Regions from separate parts of the Mus musculus genome. Here region 1 is linked to region 2. The links are chromatin contacts, called in public HiChIP or PLAC-seq maps. All regions are on one chromosome and are shown on one strand. Each heading gives the region's core, a stretch centred on a gene start, on an enhancer-like site or on the middle of the called end of the contact. The rest is flanking DNA. Distances are from core to core; before and after follow the strand shown. Region 1 overlaps Acss2 (acyl-CoA synthetase short-chain family member 2). Region 2 holds the start of Mmp24 (matrix metallopeptidase 24).

Region 1 (3,775 bases), core at 200-2,699, 240 kb before region 2:
CTGAATCTACAGACTTTCTTTGAATTTAGAGAAATGCTCCCCTACCACTGGGAAGGAGGAAAGAATCAACAAGTCTAAGATACACAGGGTAATCTGCTCTAACACCAGCTTCTCACCTCTTCCAACCTTCTTTTCCTGCCTTATATTTTACAGAGATAAAAATAAAGGCTGAGTTTGTACAAATTCATCTATTGGATTAGAGATAAACAGTAAATGCAGGTCTAGTAACTCCATATTTAAAAATAGGGGATCCTGCATTTTTGTATGTTAACGTAAACACCTGAAAGTTGTGCTAGAAATCCAGGACCCCACCCCAGGCTATTGATTTATTTATTTTTATTTTATGTGTATGGGTGTTTTGCCTGTATGCATTTATGTGCACCACATGTGAGCAGTAACTCAGAAGAAGAAGAGGGGTCAGATACCCTGGAACTAGACTTACAGATAGTTGTGAGCTGCCACATGGGTGATGGGAATAGAACCTGGGTCCTCAGGAAGAGCAGAAAATGCTCTTAACTGCTAAACCAACTCTCCAGCTCTGCCAGCCTATAACCAGAACCTACAGAAAATAAAATCTCTGAATCTATTTTTAGAAGATTTTCAAATAGTTGTTACACTGGGGTAGAGTACTGAAAAACAGTTCTTTCAGCACTGGGGTTATAGATCAGCTGAGAGCACATCACCTAGGATATGTGAGGCATACCTCCATAAAGTAAGGAGAGAAACTGATGGTTTTTTAAAGCATAGGAGAAGGGTCGTTGTGAAAGAAGGCAGAAAAGAGAATTCTAATTTTAGAGATTTTCTAATAGATCAGTGTTAGGAAAGATTACATACAGAAACTGAGGAACTAGAATTTTAATCTCTTAACATTTTCTGGCTAAGCGTTGGTGGTGCAGCAGTCCTAGCATTTAGGAGGCAGAAGCAGACAAATCTCTGTGAGTTTGGATTCTTTTAACCACACAGTTCTCAGGGCTTTAACACATAAGAGTCTTCCTTAACCTTTCCCTGCTGACTTTGGAAATCTCTCCCTGTGGAAAAGGCCGTGTTATTTAGAAGGAAAATGTCTTGAATAGATAGGCATTTAGAATATCCAGCTGCTGTGTCCAATGTGACGACTACTAAGCACAAGTTAATTATATTTAAAGTAAGACTAAATAAATGAAATTTTCTATTTTTAAGTGTTTACTAGTCATACATGGCTAATGGCTACTAGGTTGGATAGCACCACTTTAGAATGATGTAATGTGCTAGGGAACCCCAAGGCCATCACTTCCTATTCCTGTGCCTTAGGGTTCTCATATGTAAGAAGAATGGTGGATATCAAAAGCTCCATTCTTTAACTTTTTGAATGGTTTATAATTCAATTTTGGAGCTAGGCCTCCCTCCACCTTTTAGTCTTTCTGCTACAGTTAGAGCAGAAGTACACCCAGGGGACACTAGGCTGCTAATTTGTCAAATGATGTTGTTTCTACTTCCTACTCCCTTGGTGGGAGGGAAAAGTGACCTGAGGGTATGCTTACATCAGAGATCCTTAAAGTGTGCAACACTGTATGGGTCATAGAACGCTTTCAAGTTATACTTTTGAAATATATTTCTTTTACTTTTTTTGTTGTTGTTTTGCTTTGTTTTCCAAGACAGAGTTTTTCTGTATGGTAGCTTTTGCTGTCCTGGAACTCACTCTGAAGACCAGGCTGGCTTTTAACTCACAGAGACTGCCTGCTTCTGACTCCTGAGAACTGGGATTACCACCATGCCTGGCGTGAAGTACTCTTCTGTCGGGCATGTAATGGTATGCATACAATCTCATAAACTCCAAGGTTGGGGGAGCTTGGGTTACATAATGAATGAGACCTGGTCTCAAAAGACCAAGGCTTAGAGGATCTTGTTTTGTTTTGTTTTGTTTTGTTTTGTTTTGTTTTGTTTTGTTTTTCTGAGACAGGGTTTCTCTGTGTATCCCTGGCTGCCCTAGAACTCATTTTGTAGTCCAGGCTGGCCTCGAACTCAGAAATCCGCCTGCCTCTGCCTCCTGAGTGCTGGGATTAAAGGCGTGCGCTAAGGCTTAGAGTTGTAAATCAGTTCCAGAGCATTTGCCTAATATGTACAAGGCCCTGAGTTTGATCACCAATACTGCTGAAAGGCCTTACAATTAATCTTCAAGAATATAAATTGTATGAGGAAGTTCCAGAGCATTTGCCTAATATGTACAAGGCCCTGAGTTTGATCACCAATACTGCTGAAAGGCCTTACAATTAATCTTCAAGAATATAAATTGTATGAGGAATTTGTAAAATGAAAAGTCCAACATCAGTATGATGGCACACACCTATAATCCCAGCATTCCCTGGAGGGTTACCAGGAGTTTGAAGCCACATTAGCTGCATAGGCAAGACTCTGTCTCAAAACCAAAACCAAAAAAAATACCAAGGCCACATTCTCTGGAGAATGATCTAGTGTAAATAGTTGCTAGAGCTGTCCTGGGCAAACTGAACAATCGTATTCTTATCCTCTAGTGCATGTTGGGGTGTTTCTCAGACTCTGCGTTACTAGCACTACTTGAGTGTACTTTCAGCAATACTGGTTTTGTTTGGTTCTCATAACAGAACCTGCTTTTTAGTATCTCTGCAAATCTCAATTCTGTGTTACCTTCAGGGGTAGAGATCTCCTGAAGGAGCGTATCTTTGGATACCTCTGACGGTTAGAAAGGCTTTCTTTATATCAAGCTCTCCAAAAGAGATCTAACTATTCCACTTATAGTTACATAGTGCTGGCCTGCTTCGTTTCCATAAAAATCTTTCACATTTACTAATTCATTCAGAAAAATATATTAAGTACTGACTATAAACAAGTTTCTGCGCAAGACGTTTGGGGATTTAGCCATGGACAAGATCACTTCAGGATCTAGCTTCTATCGTACGGGGGAAACAGCCAGTTTTCTTGTAGCTCTTTGTTATTAGTTTTGGTGTGTGTGTTTCTATGGTGTGAACATATTTATATGTGTGCGGGTGTATATGGAGGCAAGAAGTCAACACTGTGTGTCTTCCCCTGTTGCTATTTTAGTTTCTGAGACAGGGTCACTCACTGAGCCTGGAGCTCACCAATTCAGACAATTCAGTGAAACTAGCTAGCTAACAAGCCCCAGAAGTCTTCATTTTCACCAGCATTGGTATTTCAGGAACATGCTGCTGTATCCAAGTATCTTAGTGGGGGCTGGGGATCCAAACTTGGGAAGATAGTAAATGAGTATGGGGTGTTCTGTCTGTAAGAAGGCTAGAGTGACTGGAGCCTTAGAAAGGAGAGTGAGAGAATGGCCCAAGATGAAATAGAGGAAGAGACAAGGTATGGGAGTTTGGTTTTAATTCCTTAAGTAATGGAATTGATTGATGATTTTTAGGCAGAAAACTATGAGGCTTGATTGATGTTTTTAATTAAGCATTCTGAATGATGTGTAGATAAAAAGGGGCAAGAGTGTAGTGGGAGATCAGTTTGGAGGCCATTGTGATCACCCAGGCAACAAATGAAAGTAGCTATACCTAGGTGAAGGCAAGGGGGAGGAGGAGGGAGAGAGAGAGGGAGAGAGGGAAGGAGAGAGAGGGAGGGAAAGAGGGAGCTGAGAAAAGCCATGGCACCCCTCAACAGCTTCCTTTTTTTTTTTTTAACCAAGATAAACATCTGGTTGGTGCTCCTCTCATACATAGCAGGTTTGACTTCTTATCAAGTGTTTGTTTTTTGCACAGCCTGGCTCACTAGGGTAGAATGCCCCCCCAAATGGTTCTAT
Region 2 (3,718 bases), core at 165-2,664:
TTTCCAGAGGTCTAACTCCTAGCTCCTTGCCACCTCCCCCAGGCTAGTCCTCGCCAGGAGGACTCCAGATCTGTGAAAATGCCATAGTCCACCTTCTGCACTGCCCATCACCTCCTTTCATGTCCTTTGTCACCTCATCCTTTACCATCCTAGCAGACAAGATGTGCTTTGAGGCCAGAGCACTCCAGCTGCACCCTTATGAATCATGTATGTTTGGCAAACTTATCCAGAGCCTCCTCTTTATCCTAAAGTGGTTTACGATAACAACCTGTTTTCACGGAGCTTCTCACAGGACTTCGGGAGGAATAATTCAGTGACGGGCTTAGCCCGATGCCTGGGATGTAGTAGGCATTCAATAACTAGTAGCTGGTGTTGGGATCTGTGTGTCCTTTTATGGAGGCTCTCATCATGCTCTGCCTTGGGAGAGGACTAACACGGAACACTTATTAAATTCTGAGGCACGACGGTACACAGGAGTAGTGAGGGCAACATTTTATAAAACGGAGATGAGCCAGTGCTTGCACACAGGTCTGTGTATGTCCCTGTTCCACACCTCCAAACTACCAAACAACCACAACGTACACATTATCTCTGTAGATCTCTGTAGTCACCCCATAGGGACCCACAGACACCACACACACACACACACACTGCCCCGACCCTCCCCCTTGTTTAATTCCAGCCTTTCCTCCAGAGCATTGGTAGAGCCCCACTGTCTCCTACATACCTACCTCCGGCCTCCCTAAGCCGGGACCCCTGGAATCCTTTCTGATACTTGGTATCCTGTTTGTCTCAGTGCTTACGGTTTCTCACTAGGTGTAACCTTCTACACCTTGGCCCAGGAGCCTCCCTTTTCACTTTAGTAGCCCCAGAAGCCCAGGGCACTGCTGGTGTTCCATAGAAGGTGTTCCACAAATGTGGGACATTCAGGGGGTGGGTGATCCCTCTCCCTCTGAGGGGTAAAGGAGCGAACTTCCCAGAGGGGTCTCCCGACCCCAGTGAAGCACTGCCCAGGTTTGCTCTTCTTGGTTCTCAGCACCACCCCTCTTAAGCCCCCGAAACCCTTTCTCCGATGTCAAGCATTTTTGAGCTCGTTTTCTTCCAAACCCGGCGGTCTCCCCAGACCCCTTTTCTCCAGTGTTAAGCCTCAGCCCTTCTCCCCCAGGGCTAGCCTGGGGTTACAGACCCGGGGCCCGGCCAGCCGCCCTAGGGCCAGAATTATTTATCTGGCCTCTTCACCCTCCCTCAGGGTTGCCCTCTTTGCACCCGGGGCCTGGAGCGAGCGCCTCCCGCAGCCCCGCCGCTGCCGCCTCCCGCAGGTCCCGTTCGGGCGCTGCCCCCGCGCCCCCGGCCGCCCCTCGCCGGGGCGGGGCGCGCGGAGGCGGGGGCGCGCGGCGGCCGAGGCGGCGGCGGCAGGCGGGCCAGGCGCGCGTCCGCGGCGCCGTGACTCGGCGGCTCCGCAGCGGCTGCAGCGGGAGGACCCGGCCGGAGCCGCCGCCGCCGCCGCCGCCATCGCAGCCGGGCGGCCGGGCCCCCGCCGCCGGGATGCCGAGGAGCCGGGGCGGCCGCGCTGCGCCGGGCCAGGCCTCGCGCTGGAGCGGCTGGCGGGCCCCGGGGCGGCTGCTGCCGCTGCTGCCCGCGCTCTGCTGCCTCGCGGCGGCGGCGGGGGCCGGGAAGCCGGCCGGGGCGGACGCGCCCTTCGCTGGGCAGGTGGGCAGGCGCGCGGGGTCGAGGCCGGGGCCGGGGCTGGGCAGGGGGCGGCACCGACCGGGCCTGGTTCGGGGTGCCTGGCGCCGGGTCAGCGCGAGGGCCGGGCGGGGCCCGCGGGCCGGGCTCCGTTCAGCACCGCGGACAGAGGCAGCGGGCGGGGGCGGAGCGGAGGGTCGAGGTGGCCGCGGTGACGGTGGGGCGTGTGGCCTGCAAGGCTGTGTGTGAGGGAAACCGTACGCCTCGGAGTAAATAGTAAGCGCAGCCAGTGTGTTGTGGGCTGGAGGAGAAGCCGAGGATGTTGGAGCTGGAGAAGGGGGAGGGAAGAGGGCGAGGAAGGACCGGATCGCGGTCTTGGTAGCTGAAGGGCCGTCGGGATAGGCGAGATCAGCGTGGCCCCACCGGGCAGAGCTGAGGCCAACGGACCGTGGGGGGTGGGGGATTACAAGAAGGCACATTTCGGCCCAAGGCAGGAAGTTTTTAACAATTGGAGGTGCTCAGCCAGCCCAGGAGGCGGTGAGCTGCTCATCACTGGCATGTGCAAGTAGGAGCTCCAAGAGGGGATTGGATGGATGCATGCATAATGCCTGCATGGATACATGCATAATAACAACCGTGCACTATGGGCCAGACTTGGCGCTATGTTTGATAGGAATTAGCTTATTTAACCCCAGCATGTATCCTGTGAGCTTGTTGTAGCACCTGTCCCCATTTTACAGATGAGGATAGAGACCCTGAGAGCTTAAGCAATTCGCTCAAGGTCACAGAGCTAGTGGTTTGACTCTAGTCTGTTTCATGTTTAAGCCAGGACATTATGTCGTATAAGGTCCGGGACAGTTGTACTAATTTTGTTGCTGTCTCCCAGCCTAGAAGCCTGCAATTCTAAAAAAAAAAAAAAAAAATAATGTTGAACCAGTGTTAACGTTGCTGGAGGAAATTGGTGATTGCCTGAATTATCCCGAGAGAAGTGTGTTTGTTAAGTAGACAGGCTGTTTAGAAGAATCTGCCAGAACAGCAGTTTTTAACTGGGCAAGGGACTCAAGGGATCATAAATTCTCTGAAATTTTCTGCTAATTTGTGTTTATATGTGAAAAATGTGTGTTTTTCTAGAAGGGAAGCTCCCGATTTCCTCAGCCTCTCCAAAGATGACATGTTTAAAGAAAATTTAGGATGTGTGAAAGAATCCTTTGCCGAGCTAATAGTCTGCCTCTTCAGGGTTTATAATCATTAGCTGACTTTCAATGAAAACTTTCTCTAGTTTGTGCTTTTAGCTCTATCAAAGTGACGTGGTTCATGGCTTTTCACCGTAGCAAAAGCAGGATTCTTCCAGACTTCCTGAGTGTGTGCAGGGTGAAGCAGAAGGGTCTGCCCTGGGGTTTAGTATGTGTGGGCTCTCACCTGATCTTACCCCTGGCGGCTTTGTGACTTTGATCTCTCACCATCTCTGAAGATGGAGCTGAATGAGCTCAATTTGGAGACCTTTTTATGTCTGTGGTATTTTGCACATTAGGAGAATACAGTTTGCTTAGATGTGTCAGGATTTGAAGGGAAGGTTATGTTTACACAGCACTTGTCCATACCAACCTTACAGGCTTCCATTATCCCACCTCTCCCACCCTTCTCCATTCCCAGCCTAAGCTTTCCCATCATGAAGGGCCACCTCCCGGAACAGTCACCTGACCTCTGTCTCCAGGTGTGGAGTTCTTTCTTTTGTAGAGAAAGGATACCTTCTTTTCTTCTCAGGTCCTGTCCTGCTACTATTCATCCCATCCTTAGATCTTCTGAGCAGTGCTCGTTTGGCCACTGCCTTTGGGAAACAATCCACAGAGCACCCTGATCCCTTTCACAGGTCAAACCCGATAGCCTGGAACACAACACCTTGTGTGTGGAGTACTGTTATCTGCACTGACTTACGTTTCTCCACATTGGTGTCCCACTGACGTCTTTTCGTCCCCCTTCTCCCAGCCCTCCCCCCATTTGGCATAGCATTTCCTTACCTGAGAGGGTTTAA

The links. HiChIP or PLAC-seq counts read pairs in DNA pulled down with a chosen protein or histone mark.
Region 1: a contact with region 2 is called in an H3K4me3 HiChIP or PLAC-seq map of bone marrow-derived macrophages, with 2.5 times the contacts expected there. The contact joins the enhancer-like site here to the promoter of Mmp24 in region 2. A contact is called at or near these places in 6 of 39 promoter capture datasets (the HPC-7 cell line, cranial neural crest, frontonasal cranial neural crest and 3 more), 3 of 115 datasets of contacts at active chromatin or transcription factors (bone marrow-derived macrophages, embryonic stem cells and stem cell-derived neural progenitor cells) and 3 of 9 other capture datasets (adipose tissue, liver and pancreatic islet).

The regions. Positions count from the first base shown.
Region 1 is chr2:155,532,837-155,536,611 of GRCm38.p6, forward strand. The region is part of intron 2 of Acss2 (acyl-CoA synthetase short-chain family member 2); the gene reads left to right. Among named protein-coding and RNA genes, the nearest start is that of Acss2, 17 kb to the left of the region's middle. Within about 2 kb of position 1,450, at least 5 of the 459 cell types and tissues checked have an H3K27ac peak or open chromatin away from gene starts, as enhancers often do. A contact at or near this core is called in bone marrow-derived macrophages, where this site is marked.
Region 2 is chr2:155,773,928-155,777,645 of GRCm38.p6, forward strand. Mmp24 (matrix metallopeptidase 24) reads left to right here and starts at 1,415. Exons shown (of 9, transcript NM_010808.4): 1 at 1,415-1,710. The coding sequence starts at 1,546.